Linked DNA regions of Oryctolagus cuniculus: region 2 is linked to region 1. Evidence: chromatin contacts called from public Micro-C data. All regions are on one chromosome and are shown on one strand. Each heading gives the region's core, a stretch centred on a gene start, on an enhancer-like site or on the middle of the called end of the contact. The rest is flanking DNA. Distances are from core to core; before and after follow the strand shown.

The links. A called contact is a pair of places that touch in the nucleus more often than the background predicts.
Region 2: a contact with region 1 is called in a Micro-C map of ear pinna, with 9 times the contacts expected there. The contact joins the enhancer-like site here to the promoter of SLC36A1 in region 1. A contact is called at or near these places in 4 of 6 Hi-C or Micro-C datasets (ear pinna, psoas muscle, skin fibroblasts and 1 more).

What each region holds. Positions count from the first base shown.
Region 1 is chr6:38,456,129-38,460,066 of mOryCun1.1, reverse strand. It overlaps SLC36A1 (solute carrier family 36 member 1), which reads right to left and starts at 2,643. Exons shown (of 11, transcript NM_001082183.1): 1 at 2,537-2,643.
Region 2 is chr6:38,712,220-38,715,832 of mOryCun1.1, reverse strand. ATOX1 (antioxidant 1 copper chaperone) reads left to right here. Exons shown (of 5, transcript XR_007918994.2): 4 at 773-824. Among named protein-coding and RNA genes, the nearest start is that of ATOX1, 17 kb to the left of the region's middle. Within about 2 kb of position 1,347, at least 3 of the 8 cell types and tissues checked have an H3K27ac peak or open chromatin away from gene starts, as enhancers often do. A contact at or near this core is called in ear pinna, where this site is marked.

The DNA of each region.
Region 1 (3,938 bases), core at 1,394-3,893:
GGGGAAAAGAGAAGAGCTGGCCTAGGTGTCGGGGGAGCCGCCACATACTTCTGGAGAGCACAGCTGTCGCAGGCCAGTGAAGGCAGAAAGACCAGACGGTTCGCTCTGCCCAGTTCTAGGATCCCGCTCCAGGTCAGGTGGAAAGAAAAAACATATTGTTGACCACAGTGAGTGCTCAGCACCTGATCCTTGAAGAGGTGCCAAGCATTTAAAGAAAAGAGACAGAGGGTGAGCATTTAACACCTGGCTTGACACTCCCATATCCTGTATTGGAGGGCCTGGGTTAGGAATCTTGGCTTTGTTTCTGATTCCAGCCTCCTACTAATGCAGACCCGGGGAGGCATGCCTTTCACATGGCAGATCCAGAGTGAACTCACCACTCCTAACTCTGGGCTGGCCCAGCCCCAGCTGTTGTGTGCATTAAAGGAGTGAACCAGAGGATGGGAGATCTGCCTCTCTGCCTTTCAAAAAGCAAAGAAAAACAACTGAGACACTCATGAGAAAGAAAAAGATGGAGTACTGAACATGAGAATGGTGATGTGAGATCAGAGGCAGGGGAAATTACAGTCTTACAAGTGTCCCTCTCTACCCACTCTCCTTCATGTCCCACATGTTAACAAGCCCAGTCCTAGAACTTCACAAAACCTCTGAATTGGAAGAAAAGTTAAACTGTATCTGGTCCAGCTGTTTACCCAGTACAGTACTGTCATCTACAACAGCCCCACAAATAACTGCACAGTGACAGCCACTTCCAGTAGCAGGAAGCTCGGTGCTCAGTGCTCCAATATGGGAGACAACCATTCCTTTCAAAGTTCCAAGTTCACACAAGAAAGTCCCTCACTTGTACTTCCACCCATTGGTCCTAGTTGTAGTCCCTGGAATACTACAGAATAAAAGGAATCCGCCTCCTGATACAACCATTGGAAGAGGCACACTCTGGATACCCACAGCTGCCACGGGAATGGGGTTGAAGGCACAGCCACAGGATTTCAAGGGAAAATGAAGAGCCAGGAACAGGCAGCTATAAATGACATGATCTAAAAGATCTGGAAACAAAGGGTGAGACTTAGCACATCACTGCTTACGGCTCTCACCGCAGGCTCACGCTCAGACTGAAACACCTGCCTTTTTTGTTCCCTTACTTCTTGGGAACATCTTTCAAGAAAACACGTTCTAAATGTGCAGGTTTGTTAACTACTGCAAACCAGGCTCCAGACAAAAGGCACCTTTAAGAGGGCCCTGATCACGTTCAAAATAATAAAGACGGTGAAAATCAGCTTGGGCTCTCAGTAGTTCACTGGGACAAAACACAAAGATGGAGAGGGGAGAGGGTTTCCATAGCAACTTGGGAATAAATTTAGAGGAAACAGCTTCCTGGACAACTGGATTAGTTAAGTCCTGTTACAAGGTTAGTTAGAGTACACAGGAAGGAAATAATTTCTGAGGAGAAAAAAAAAAAAAATACCAGACCTAGATACAGAGAATGACAGGCCAGGAGGGGCCCCGGAGGCCTCAGCCTCATCATGATACAGACAGAAACCGAAACGCAGGTGAGGATGGGAGCCCACCGTGGCCGATGCGGACCAGTCTCCCAGTGCTCCTGTCCCAGTTCTTTCCACCACGCCATGCTGCTATTTTATTTCAGCATCCTCGCAAACCACCAGTGTTGCTCAAATCTAACAAGTTCCAGGCAAAATAAGGCCAAGGCTTTCCCACTCTGCAAGTTACTGCCAAGCTCTTCTCAATCTCAGCCGAGCCACCACAGCCTCCCAGCATCATCCTCCGGTTCACATTCCATATCCCGGTACGATTTGCACAAAATTGCAGCTCGGTTAGAAAACGGACCTACAGAATGATGAGTTTGCAGAAACATCAGGAGCAAACAGGCAACCACACCCCGGGGCCACTTCAACCAGTGGAGGAGGCAGAGAGCTGCCAGAGAAAAGGGACGGGAAAGGGAGCTCCATCCAGCGGACAAGTTCCCTGCAGGAGGCGGTGTGCGGAAAAGCACCAACCAGCGGCGGGAGCGAGGTGCGGCTGCGAGCCGCCGGGCTCACCCGAACCCTCGAGCCCCGGCTTCCCCAACTGTGCTGGGGGCACGGATGACCTTCAGGGTCTGGGGCTCCGGCACTCTGTGCCCCAAAGTCTCTTAATCAGCAAGCCGGGCACGGGGCTCCCGCAGCGGGGAGGGACCGGCCCGGGGTCGCCAAGTCCTTTTGCGAGCGTGGAGAAGCCCAAGCTGGGTCATGGGGAGGCGCCTCCCCATTCTGAGACCTCCGTTTCCCAACCTGTCAAACAGCTCGGGAGACCCTCAACCCCACAGGGTCAGGAGAAACAGCGCGGCGGACAAGGGATCTCCACATCGCCTGGAATCGCAGCTCCGAGCCGGCAACCAGGGAGCCGCTCCGCGGACCCGCAGCTCAGGCGTGTCCACCCACTGACCGACAGCATCTGCTTCCCCCGAGCGGAGGACGAGGTGGGCCCTGCAGAAGGCGGTGACCGCGGCCAGCCAGAGCAGGCCTGCGCAGGAACTCACCGCTCGGATTCCGGCTCCAGCCCGGGCTCCGGCCGGCGTCGGCGCAGCCCACCTCCCTGCCTCAGCGCCGACCCCTCACCATCCTCCTTAGCAGCCGGGCAGCTGCTTCCGGACCCTGTCACGTGACTAAGGCACCCCAGCCGGAGGCCAAAGTCACGTGTTCAGTGCTGCTCTTCGCTCCCGGTGCTCAGGAGTTCTTCCCTATAGCACCCCCTGGCGACCTACTGCTGCCGTTGCAGCAAGGACCCTGCTCCTGGGGGCGGGGGGCTGGCTCTGGCAGGAAGGCGTGGATCTTGGAACGCGGATGAGTTCTGGAAAGAACACCCTTTCTCCGGTTGTGGGCTTGTGAAAGACTGCTAATTTTTAACACATCTCAACGAACACGTATCGCGTTTCTAATCAAGAGATAAAACAGCTTTTTAAACATTCCCTAGTCACGTTTCTAGATGCACAAAGTCTCACCTGTAGCAGCTACTGGAAATGGGACTGTGTGGTCGGGTAACATTATCTTTTACATATTTAGATTTTTAAAGTGACGTTTAAAAATGGATGGCAACGTCTCAGCATGTTTGAAAGGTATTATTATCTAGGTTTCTCCTCTTCCCTCCTCCTGTTTGCAGATTTTTCTTTACAAAATATGTAACAAATAGCCTTCAGGTCAAAACCTGCCACAAGAGAAAAGAAGTTCATTACTTAATGACAAAAGGGTCAATTTATCAGAGGACATAATAATTGTAAATATATGCGCCAAACACTGGAGCACTTAAATAAGTACATAATAATGAATACGGAGGGAGAAATAGGCAGCAGTATGGTAACAGGAGAGGAATTCAATGCCCCGCTTTCAACAATGGGTAGACCAGACAGAAAATTAATAAGGAAATCCTGGCTTTGAATTGCATTTTTGACCAAATGGGTCTAATGGACATATACAGAGCTTTCTTAAGGAACGTTCTCCAAGATAGACTATACACTAGGCCACAAAAAAAGTCTTTAGAAATCTAAGAACATTGAAATAATATCTAGGCCGGCGCTGCGGCTCACTAGGCTAATCCTCCACCTTGCGGTGCCGGTACACCAGGTTCTAGTCCCGGTCGGGGCGCCGGATTCTATCCCGGTTGCCCCTCTTCCAGGCCAGCTCTCTGCTGAGGTCAGGGAGTGCAGTGGAGGATGGCCCAAGTGCTTGGGCCCTGCACCCCATGGGAGACCAGGAGAAGTACCTGGCTCCTGCCATCGGATCAGCGCAATGCGCCGGTCGCAGTGCGCAGCCGCGGCGGCCATTGGAGGGTGAACCAACGGCAAAGGAAGACCTTTCTCTCTGTCTCTCTCTCTCACTGTCCACTCTGCCTGTCAAAAAAATAAATAAATAAATAGTATCTAGTATTGTTTCAGACCACAACAG
Region 2 (3,613 bases), core at 98-2,597, 260 kb before region 1:
ACCCAAGCACCTATTCCATTAGCGATCAGGGGCTAAACGAGGTCCTTGCATGTCCTTTATTATTATTTTTTCCAATTAATAAAAGAGGGGGCCAGCGCCATAGCTCACTTGGTTAATCCTCCGCCTGTGGCGCTGGAATCCCATGTGGGCGCCAGGTTCTAGTCCCGGTTGCTCCTCTTCCAGTCCAACTCTTTGCTGTGGCCTGGGAGGACAGTGGAGGATGTCCCAAGTGCTTGGGTCCCGGCACCAGTGTGGGAGACCAGGAGGAAGCACCTGGCTCCTGGCTTCGGATCAGCACAGCGCCGGCCGTGGTGGCCATTTGGGGAGTGAACCAACGGAAGGAAGACCTTTCTCTCTGTCTCTCTCTCTCAGTGTCTAACTCTACCTGTCAAATAAGTTAAAAAAAAATTAATAAAAGGGAAGCTTCACATCAGGAGGCTGCCCAGTGGGGGAAGTGCCTTCTTCAACCTTGGGGCTGAGGTCTCCCATCTCACCCGTCAGGGTCTCACGAAGTTCTGCTTCTCTTTGTCCACTCAAGCTCCTTTGTTGAAGAGAGAGAGATTACATGTCCCTTAGACTCTGAAAGAGTTCACCGTGTAGCTGGGGAAGAGAGGAAAAGGCATCTTCTGCAAGGGTCTTGGAGGCCACACCCACGAGAATCTTCCCTTTCTGTTTATTGGGCACTGACAGGGGAGGGGTCCAGTGCTGCTGGACCCTGGCACAAGATCCCGCTCTGCACTTCACCTTGGTCCTGTCTCCTAATCTCTCCCAGGGGCAGTTTCCATGTCTGCATCATGCATAACACCTGAGCCTTGAGGAACTTGGTAAGTCGAAATAAGACTTAATTTAGACTGGGCTAGTGTGCGGGCAGGATTCTAGTCCCATTATGAAAGTACTAGATAGGCCTCCGAGCCCTTTCTGCCTGTGTCTTCTGGGAGCCTAAGGCCACTTTCACAGACCTCATGGCGTATGGTCTCGTGGCCACCAGATGGCAGTGTCTTTTGGGTTTGGCCACAGGAAAGTTTCAGGCAATTTCTGAGTGCTCTAGGAAGACAGGCTGGAGGACATTTTTTCCATTTTTGGTTTGCCCAAAGAGCCCTGGTTCAGACTGGCTGGTGTACTTGGAAAGCCCAAGGGTGGAGCCACTGATGCGTCTTAGGGCGAGTGGTCCTTGGAGGAGTTGCTTTCTTTTGAGTCTTCTTGGCGCCCCCCCCCCCCCCCCGCCCAGCTGGAATCTGTTTCCAGTTGAGGTCCCTGGTTCTGTTCTTGGCGGGGGGGGGGGGGGGGGGGGCAGAGAGGGAGGGGATACTCCTGTGTGTCAGGAGCTCAGCTGGCTGTCCGTCGAGCAGAGGGCACACGACAGAGGACAGGTCGGGTGGGCAGCCGATGTGTCCACATAGTCAGCAGCCTCCAGCACCTGGCCCCAACCTCCCCCACCCCTCACTGCAGCCAGACTGCTCCCCAGGTGCCTCTGGAAACGGAACAGTCTGCTCCCCCAGCCTCCCTCCCATCTCTTTGTCTCTGGGTAGAAATTCCTTTCCCTGCCTTACATACCACAGCCTCCATGAACCCTCTCAACAACTGGAAGTAATTTGTTTCTCCTCTTGGCCTGCAAAGCATTTATCTCGCAAGCTTCAGTGTTGTGGCAAAGCCTTTGTCCACGTGTATTTCCTACCCTCAAGGATACGCCACGTGTCTCTCCTCCCCACATGGAGCAGGCACTTAGGGCATATTACATGGGCGTTTTATGTAGTGTGTCCTGCTGTCACACTGCTGCCACTCCATCTGCACCTGGGCTTCCTAAGACAGTGGGAGAGGACTGACCTGGCCCTCGGCGGGGTTCAGTAGGTATTTGCTGAGTTAATCCTACAGAAGAAGTGATTGTCGGATTTAATCCTTTTTGCTGGTTTGTATTTTTGTCAAAATATCCTTGGTTATGAGTATAGCAGCCTGAAGCCACCCGTGGTGTGTTCCCGAAACTGTCCATTGTGTCTGCAGCCACCACAGGTGGCAAAGCCCACCATCTCTGCCTTCATTGATCCACCCAGCCACCCTATGGCCATAGCCTGGGTTTGTCCTGTACCAAGGGTCACTCTGCCTCTGAGGCAGAGTTGGAGTGCAGTAGGACTTCGAGCTGGACTTGGGCAGGCTCCATTCCACAAGGTGGTGTGGGCCACACAGGGTGTGCTGGCCAGGCTCAGCCCCTCTGTGTGCTGAGTGAGCTCAAGCAAGTCTTTGAGTTTCCTTCCTTCCTTCCTTCCATCCTTCCTTGCTTCCTTCCTTATTTTCATTTTATTTGAAAGGTAGACACACACACACACACACACACATAGATGAGACTAAGACAGGGAGAGAAAGATCTTGCATCTGCTGGTTCATTTCCTAAATTCCTGTAACAGCTGTGGCTAGACCAGGCCAAAGCCAGGAGTTTAGGATTCCATCTGGGTCTCCTATGTGGGTGGCAGAGATTTAGAACTGGGGTCATCATCTGCTGCCTCCCAGGGTGCACATTCCCACGAAACTGGAATTGAGAGCAGAGTTTGGATTCGAACCCAGAGACTCTGAAATGGCATCTTAACCTTTGTGCCAAATGCACACTCCATGAATTTCTTTTTCAACAGCTTTTTTTTGTATGTATGTAATTTCATAATCAACTGCATTTATTTAGAGTATGTAATTTTTAATGATTGTGTCTTATACAAACCCATTCACCCACAAACTCTTAAACCATCCCCAGAGTCAACATAGTGACTACATCCATCACCCCAAAAAGTTCCTTGTGTCCTTGATAATCCTCCTGCTCTCTGAGTAACCAGTAATCTGCTTTCTGTCACTGTCAATTAGTTTGCATTTTCTAGAATATTATATAAATATAATCACTGTGTTATTCATTTTTTCTTTATGAGTTCAATTAGCATGATTGCTCTCAAATTCATCAATGTATCATTTTTATTTATTTATTTATTTATTTATTTATTTATTTTTGACAGGCAGAGTGGATAGTGAGAGAGAGAGACAGAGAGAAAGGTCTTCCTTTGCCGTTGGTTCACCCTCCAATGGCCGCCGCGGCTGGTGCGCTGCGGCTGGCGCACTGCGCTGATCCGGTGGCAGGAGCCAGGAGCCAGGTGCTTCTCCTGGTCTCCCATGGGGTGCAGGGCCCAAGCACTTGGGCCATCCTCCACTGCACTCCCTGGCCACAGCAGAGAGCTGGCCTGGAAGAGGGGCAACCGGGACAGAATCCGGCGCCCCGACCGGGACTAGAACCCCGTGTGCCGGCGCCGCAAGGCGGAGGATTAGCCTAGTGAGCCGCGGCGCCGGCCCATTTTTATTTTTTAAGATTTATTTATTTGAAAGAGTTACAGAGGGAGAAACACATACAAAGGGAGAGAGAGAGAGAGAGAAAGTGAGTGAGAGAGCAAGCTTCCATCTGCTGATTCACTCCCAAGATGGCCACAATGACTGCGGCTGGGCCAGACTGAAGCTAGGAGCTTCATCTGGGTCTCCCACGTGGGTGACCCACACACTTGAGTCATCTTCCATTGCTTTTCCCAGGCCATTAGCAGGGAGCTGGATTGGAAAAGGAGCAGCTGGGACCCGAACTGGCACCCATGTA